2 separate regions of the Mus musculus genome follow, and region 1 is linked to region 2. The links are chromatin contacts, called in public Hi-C maps. All regions are on one chromosome and are shown on one strand. The core of a region is the stretch at or near the end of the contact, and the rest is flanking DNA. Distances in the headings are between cores, read along the strand shown. Region 1 has its middle 7.2 kb from the start of Lamtor3. Region 2 overlaps Gm31678 (a long non-coding RNA gene).

Region 1 (4,026 bases), core at 1,373-3,872, 110 kb before region 2:
ACAAACCTCAAGCTTAATACTGTACAAAGTCCTGTGTGACTTCATGCTGTGCTAACTTCTCTCAACCTGATAACCTGACCCACCCTCTCTATCCCACTAAAACTGGAAAAGTACACCAACAATTTCTACACGTTTTCTGACAGCTAAGAGCCTTCACAGTTCATTAGAGTGCTACATTTTAAAGTGACTTATTCTACAGGCTCAAGAAATATCTCACATCTTCTGACATGTGCTCATGTTTACAACCCGTACTGACAAAACAGTACAGAGATTAGCATGACCCATGTACAAGGATGACACAAAAAATTCAATAAGCTTCTATATTGTTCAATTCAATGAACGAAAGGCAAATAGAAATTAAAAACAGACACAGCGAACTACTTGAAGGAAAAGAGGGAAAGTGGGAAATGAGGCCAGTGCACATCAACACTATCAAATGTAAACCGTGGGGGCCACAGGCCACATTGAAGAGGAGACAGAACTTTGCAACTTCAAATCTCCATTAAAATAAAAAGACAACAAACTGCCTGTTATGTTTTGGGCCCATAGGTGAATGCTACAGTCAGCTTTTGTCAAAGAAACTCCTCCTCCTCCTTCTTTTAAGTGGGCAGAAGTAACTAGAGCTTAAAACAGTCATAGTAAGAAGACATGACCACTAAGTGCTCAGTCTAAGTGGGACTTCTAACAGTACCCACTTCAAGGATCTAAGAACATTATGGAACAGTGGGGGTAAATGATGTAAGAAGAGTGAAGTGTCTGTGGAACACTGTTTCCTGGCCATGCCACAGTCATCAGCCTTTGTGACTCTGCACAAGGTCTCTATAAGATGGAGCCTGTCCACATCCTGCCCTGAACGGGAAGGGGCTCATGAGCCCTCTCCCCCAGCCCTCCCTGATGATCTATGGCAGTTAGTGGTTGATGAGAGGAGATACACTTTCTTCAGGGTTGCAGGCACTGGTGCCTATGTTCCTGTAAATAACCCTGACCTATGTCCCTACATTCAACCATAGTAAAAAGTCTTTGGGTTATCATCATCATCACCACCACTATCATCATCATCAACAACAATATCATCATCACCATCACCCTCAACTACAACAAGAAGACTTGAAAAGAGAAGAGGGACGGACTGGGAAGAGGAAGCGAACGAGTGAAGTAGGAGGGGAACAGGAAAGCGTCACAGGGGTGAAGATGACAAAATGTATTATATGCGCGTATGAAAATGTCACGATGAAACCCACTGCCCTATATAATTAATGTGTGCTAATAAAACACATTTAAAAATAGAAGAGAAGAAAATGAAAAAAATGGCACGTAGTCACCAGGGAGAAAGAGCTATATTTTTATAGTGAAGAGCAAAAGTCTGTCTGAAGTTAGAAGCCACACAGCAATCTGCGGGGTGGTGAGATGGCTCAGTGGTAAAACACTTCCTGCGTAAGTCTGACAACTTGAGTTCAATCCACAGAACTGAACAAGGTATAAAAAGAGAACTAATGCCTGCAAGGTGTTCTCTGACCTCTACATGTGCTTCATGGCACATGCACGCGCGCGCGCGCGCGCACACGCACACACACACACACACACACACACACACACACGCACGCACGCACTACAAACATAAGAATAAATAAAATAAAACCATTTCGAACAGTTGCAAGAATTGCAGGAATGGCTGAGCAACTGAATCGCAGAACCTTGAGGTTAAATGACCTGGGTTAAAGGCCATGCTCAAAGAGCAAGAGGAAGAGCTAAGCCAGTGGAGAGGACCCCAGCCATCCCGGCTGCGGATGAAGGGAAACCATGGAGAGTTGCCGAGTTGAAGCAGACTGTACAAAGCAGCATTCTTTACACCTACAGTTGAAAAACCAAGACCTAAATGAAGTGCACTGGACTTGAGAAGCTCTTCTTGAGAAGAAGAGCAAAGGACTTAGGTGAGCAAGAAACTGGAGAATTTAGTTGCCACAGACCCTTAAAAACTAGAGAATTAGAAATACGTATTTCAATGGGTAGGTTAAACATGAGATCCACGATCTGAATGGCAAATAGAAACTTATGTGTTCCTATGAATGAAAATAGTATTACCAGGTGTGGGAGCCAATAAACCCAGCATGGGTGGGGGTGGGGAGTCGGGGTAGGATGGAGGGCAAGCCAATCGCTGTGAGATCCAGGCCAGCCAGGTCTCCATTGAGAGTTGGAGCCAGCCAGAGCTACACAGTGAGACCCTGGACTCAATATTAAAACAATGATGACAACAAAGATACCATGAGCACACACTAAAACCACCATAGAAGCAGCATGTCGGTCTCCTGGAGGACCAGAGGATACTAGGAGAAGCTCCAAGCCTCATCATCTTGTACCAGGGAACATGATCAGCAGGTGACGAAGATACAAACAAATCAAAAGAAGAATACTGGCTTGATGGGATTCAGAAATCTGCAAAGTGGACAGTGAAATGACAGTTGAGGGAGGAGATTCTAATGACAGAGTTGAAAACCACAACGAGCTGTGTTCAGAGGCACGCAACCTTAGGAAAACCATTTACATGGACTAAGCAGCACTGCTTTAGGCTAACGGTTAGACAGGAAGTTTGCTGAAGGAAGCACAACAGATCAGAAGGCTCTGAGAATGAGGCCAGGAGTGCCCCGGACCTGTGAGCGTGACGCTAATGTGAAACTCAGCCGCAGGTTTATTCTAAGCAAAGAGCAGTGATTTTACATCGAGCCCTCCACCCTTGTGAAAGCACACAACAGAACCTGTGCTAGAGGCAGCCAAAAGTGACAGACACCGTGGAGAGGAAGGAAGTCCCTGCTGTGGAACGTGGTCCTTTGAAGTTATTCCTCTCAAGATTCTACTTTAGGGAGTAACAAAAATATGTAAATTGTCAGGGAAAGGTTTTCACTAAAGTTGAGTAGATATATAGCATTTTAAAAGTTTCGCATGATGTATTATGTGAAAAATTAAAGTGAACTTTTAGGTTCTTTGTAGCTCTCCTAGTTCTAAAGGTCATGTTTCCAGAAGGATGGTTGAGTTCTCCAGACCCCAAGGGCAATGTGTATAATTCAACCCACTATTATAATCAGGTTTTTCTACTGAAGAGTCTGATGGCAGAACGCAAGAGACCGCTTGAGTTCAACAGATGACACAAATCAATAATATTTAGGGAAAAATCCTTAAGCAAAGGCACAAAGCCACTCTGTCTGACATTCTTATTTTTAAGCAAGGGGTTGGGGACAGGAGATATGAAAAAAAATACCAAAAACATTTTGTAATTCTTTAACTGTATGAAGCAAAACCCTTAAGCCAATACTATCATTAAACATACAAGACCAGAAATTACATCAAACTCAATGAGCAGCAAAGCTTCAAGTCCCCGCTGTATTTTCCCACTTTACATTACAGATTTCGCTACAAAGAGCTTATTCTAAAGACCTGATGAGTGGCCTGGTTGGTGGAGCGCAGCATGCTCTAATAGCTTGCTGTCAATCACCGCTCTAGCTGCTTGCTGTCAATCACCACTCTAGCTGCTTGCTGTCAATCACCACTCTAGCAGCTTGCTGTCAATCACCACTCTAGCTGCTTGCTGTCAATCACCACTCTAGCTGCTTGCTGTCAATCACCGCTCTAGCTGCTAGCTGTCAATCACTGCTCTAGCTGCTAGCTGTCAATCACTGCTCTAGCTGCTGCTCTATCTCTGCACAGGGCTACTGTGGCCCAACACACCATGCTGTGAAGTAAGCCAGCTGCAGTCAGAAAGGCACAAAGCCCGGTGTTAGTGGTCATTTTGTTCTTATTACTTATTTGTAGAAGAATCCATTTGCTTTGGGGTCCTGCTTCAGTTATCTCCATGAAACTGAATTTCCATAGGAAGAAAGTTCATCTTTTGTTTCATAAGCTTCAGTAGCCTTGAAAGACACATAAATGAACATTTGGGGCTAACTTTTGTTTTGTTTTAGGTTTTGGTTTTTCTCGAGACAGGGTTTCTCTGTATAGCCCTGGTTGTCCTGGAACTCACTTTGTAGACCAGGC
Region 2 (3,906 bases), core at 726-3,225:
GGTTTAGAGAGTTACCTGGGTCACAAAATCAGTAGCAAATGGATTGCTTGTTTGCTTTGAATCACTCTTGATCTCACTGTATAGCCCAGGCTTTGATTTTTGATTCTCTCTCTCTGTCTGTCTCTGTCTCTGTCTCTCTGTCTCCCCTTACATTTATTTATCTTCTTAGGAATTCACCATGTAACCCTGGCTGGCCTGGAACTCCTATGGAGATCAGGTTAGCTTCAAACTTACAGAGACTGCCTGCCTCTGTCCCCTGAGTGATGGGATGAAAGGTATGAGCCACTATGCCCAGCCCTGTTTTTGTTTGTTTGTTTGTTTGTTTTTGTTTTGTCTTAAAACACAGGGCCTACCTATATAGTCCCTTCTGGTCTAGAAGTCATTATGTAGTTGAGGCTGGCTTCAAGCTTGCATTAAGTCTGGTCCCATTTCTGACTTCTAACATTGACTTAATTGGGGTGCTAAAAATCTTTTCTATCAGTTCTTATTGCTTAAATGAAGCAATCAAACAATTGAAGTAATTGAAAGCATATGCACAGTTAGACTACAAAGAGGCTCATCTATGACAGGCCTTCACTTTGGCTTTGTTTTCTTTTGCTTTGAGACAGGGTCTCATGTATCACAGGATGGCTTTCAACTCAGCTCACTGTATAGTGGGGATGACCTTCTCCTGAATCCACCTACTGAGTTCTGGGATCACAGGTGGACTTAGTTTTATGAAATGCTAGGGACTGAACCCAGGGCTTCTTACATGTTAGATAGTTACTCTACCAGTTGAGCTACATTTCCAGCCTGGGCCTTTGACCTTTGGCTTTCAGGAGATAATACGTGGGTACCAAATGTGGCCATGACTCTCCAGTGCATTAGGATTGAAAAAGAACTCTCCGTTCAGTGCCAGAGTGTCATGGATTTGGGTCCTGCTATTTCTGAAGCTTTTCCTCGCCTTTTCCTTTTCTACTATAGCTAGAAACAGATTTAAAGTGGGAGGGAGGCAAGACAACCAGAGAGCAAGAGGGTGAGAAAGAGCTATTGCGTGTTTGGTTGGTTTGGAGGCATCCCAGGCTCTATTGCTACTCATCGTCCTTGTCCTTTCCTCCAGGCTCCTGTAGGACCATGGTGGTTGCGACTCTGCATCCAGTTGGATGTTCCCCGGCTTCCCATCTTGTTGTTCTGATGCTTCAATCCTTTTTGTCATCAAGACCTGTCTGCCAATGCCTTGCAAAGCAAATCTTTGGTAACCGACTTATGCAAATGACCTAATGAGTCTACCTTGTAGATTCTTAGTTCAGGGTTCAGTTCACTGCTGGCAAGTATGACACAGCATGTTTTATTCTCCACGAGACTTGGGTATCTAAGAGTGTTCTTTTACTTTCTCTGGCAATGCTGGAGATGGACTGCAAAACCTCTCTCCTGCTAGACAACCACTCTTCTATTGAGCTAGCCTCATCCCTTCTATACAAACTCCCGTGCCAAAGAAAGCAGAGAAAGTTCTCTTGCTCTTTCTCTGCCCTAAACTCATTCTGTTCTCTCCAGGCTGCAGGAGAACACACTTGCCTGTGCCAGCCAAGGCTTAAAAAACACAGTACCGTCTTTCACATGAAGGCATCATGCCGAAAGTGGTTATGTGAAAGTTGTCTGGCATGAGAAAGCAGTCACTTTTAATCAGAGGCAGACTCACAGGAAGGTAAATAGATCAAGTTTAAACTTTACTGACATTCAATTCTCACAAGCAAAGGGCCTTTGCAAGCACACTCAAAATAAGGTATTTTGGTTCCAGTTGGCTGGGATCGTTCTCGGTTTTTGACTTCTTCCCAGTCCTGTTTGTTCTCCAATCAACTGTCAGCGAAAGGCTGCATGTGGGAAGTTGGCTGGGAGTACATCTAATTTGAGTTTATCAGGCACATTCATTTCCTTACCCCCTTTATCCGTGAAACACCACTGTACCTCTAGTTGGTAGTCATGGCCTCACCCTCACTAAGGTCACCATGGCAATTCATGATCTATACCTGACTCATACTTTTGCCCATAGCCGTCTCATGGTTGGCATGTGTTCTAGAAAATTCAGAACACCCAGTGTTTGACATAGCCATAGCATCAGAGATGTGGCCAAGCTGTAGGCTGTTATTTTGTACTCTGCATCAAAAATACTGGGGCCAAAGTGGCACAGCGGGGGGAGAATCTAACGACCTGAGCTTGAACTCAGGTCTCACCAAGATCTGAGCATGCTCCACAACTACCACAAAGTAATAATGAAAGAAGTATGTGGGTGGGTGGAGGAGAGGAAGAGGTTTCAAATGTGCTCTAGATATTATAATCCTAAACGTTGACGGAAATATGTTTAAGAAAATTAATGTAAGTCTTCCTAACATTGCCTATAGCCCTACAATGTTATACGAAATTAACTCTAGTGAGTTATGTATATGTGTATGTGCATGCATGACCATGTGTGAGTGCATGCCACAATGTGTGTGCTTGCCAGGGAAGTCAGAAGAGGGCTCTGGATGCCCTGGAGTTGGAGTTACAGGTGGTTGTAAGCGACCTGACATGGTTACTGGAAACTGAATTCTGGTCCTCTGGAAGACCAGTGTAGGTTTTCAACTGCAGAGGCATCTGGCTCTCATAAACTCTCTCCCTGGCTGAGGATGGCCTTAAACTTCTGACGATCCTGCCTTTACCTCCTGAATGCTGGAACTGTACCTGTGCAATGTCACATGTAATCTGACTTTGCTCTTGTTTGCAGCCATGTCCCCGATGACTGAGGACACAGAGGATTCGGTTGCTGGCCTCAGCTGTGGTTCTCCTTTGCTGGAAGTTTTGAAGTATCATGAAACAGAAAAAAGTTGAATTATATATTTTATTAAATATTTTGTATTCGCGGTGTGTGTGCATGTGCACGCGTGTGTGCTTTAATGCCGCAGCATTTGTATGGAGGTCAGAGAACAGCTTGCAGGAGGTAATTCCCTGCTTCTATCCTGTGAGTTGCAGGGATTGAACTTGGGTGATCAGTCATAGCCACCAATGCCTTTACTCATCTTGCTGACTGGGAGGAGAGATGCAGGGGATGGGGGGTGGGGCGGCTGTGATTGTGATGTAAAGAATAAATAAAATAAATAAATAAATTAGGGGCAGACAAAAATTATGATTGTATAACTGGAAAAAAGAATCTTTCTGTAGCTCAGGTTTCCTCAGTTTATTTCAGCAGCAGTGTTTGCGTTGCTGAAGGAGAAAACGGAGTTCCTTTTTGCTGATGAGAAAGGGGTCTCCATAGGCAAGGCTGCCCTTAAGCTTCTCCTCCCTTTGCCTGGGATTACAACATGGAACGTGCCACGTGACATACATGTGACAACGTGACACTGGTAAACAGGGACTCTTTTGTTGCCTTCCTTTCCCGGGAATTAGTCAGAATCAGGAGGTTCCTTAAAATCTACAGGTTCCTGACCTGTCCAGTGAGATGTCAAGCCATACACCCGTTAAAGGGAGCAGGCCCAGTATTAATCATTTACTTTGCACTACAGTAAGAAAATCATGTTACTTTATCTGTTAAGGAAACCGAGGCACAAGAAGACCCAGCAGATTCACCCAGAGACTGGTGCTAAGGCTGTCTACTGAATAAACTCAGTCGCTGTTCCCTCAATAAACAATTCCTTCAAAATCACGAAAGAAGAAAGATTTCCCTTGGATATACTCAGATATTGATGTTTCCTTGGCAACAGAGACTAAATTAAAATCAAGTAGTGACTGAATGTGTTCAGTTTTGTTCAAGAAGAATTATGGGCTGTGCAGCGTTGTCCTAGAAGGCCCTTCTCATCCTTTCTGGGTTCAGAAAAGTGGCTTTATTCTTAGTGCTGTTATGTACCATGCATGTATTGTAAAAACAAAAATAAGAACAAAAAAACAAAACAAAAC

Evidence for each region. Hi-C and Micro-C count contacts between places; a contact is called where the count stands out from the background.
Region 1: a Hi-C map of Th2 cells shows a contact between it and region 2, with 1.4 times the contacts expected there. The contact joins two enhancer-like sites. A contact is called at or near these places in 9 of 39 promoter capture datasets (the 3T3-L1 cell line, 3T3-L1-derived adipocytes, the HPC-7 cell line and 5 more), 30 of 484 Hi-C or Micro-C datasets (the AtT-20 cell line, B cells, CD4 T cells and 20 more), 17 of 115 datasets of contacts at active chromatin or transcription factors (the SCID.adh cell line, acute myeloid leukemia, bone marrow-derived dendritic cells and 3 more) and 3 of 9 other capture datasets (adipose tissue, embryonic stem cells and liver).

Annotation. Positions count from the first base shown.
Region 1 is chr3:137,909,292-137,913,317 of GRCm38.p6, reverse strand. It overlaps a transcript of Dnajb14 not described here. Among named protein-coding and RNA genes, the nearest start is that of Lamtor3, 7.2 kb to the left of the region's middle. Within about 2 kb of position 2,622, at least 13 of the 459 cell types and tissues checked have an H3K27ac peak or open chromatin away from gene starts, as enhancers often do. A contact at or near this core is called in CD8 T cells and Th2 cells, where this site is marked.
Region 2 is chr3:137,794,235-137,798,140 of GRCm38.p6, reverse strand. Gm31678 (a long non-coding RNA gene) reads left to right here. Exons shown (of 3, transcript XR_376121.2): 2 at 1,100-1,234; 3 at 2,741-2,872. Among named protein-coding and RNA genes, the nearest start is that of Gm31678, 6.5 kb to the left of the region's middle. Within about 2 kb of position 1,975, at least 12 of the 459 cell types and tissues checked have an H3K27ac peak or open chromatin away from gene starts, as enhancers often do. A contact at or near this core is called in CD8 T cells and Th2 cells, where this site is marked.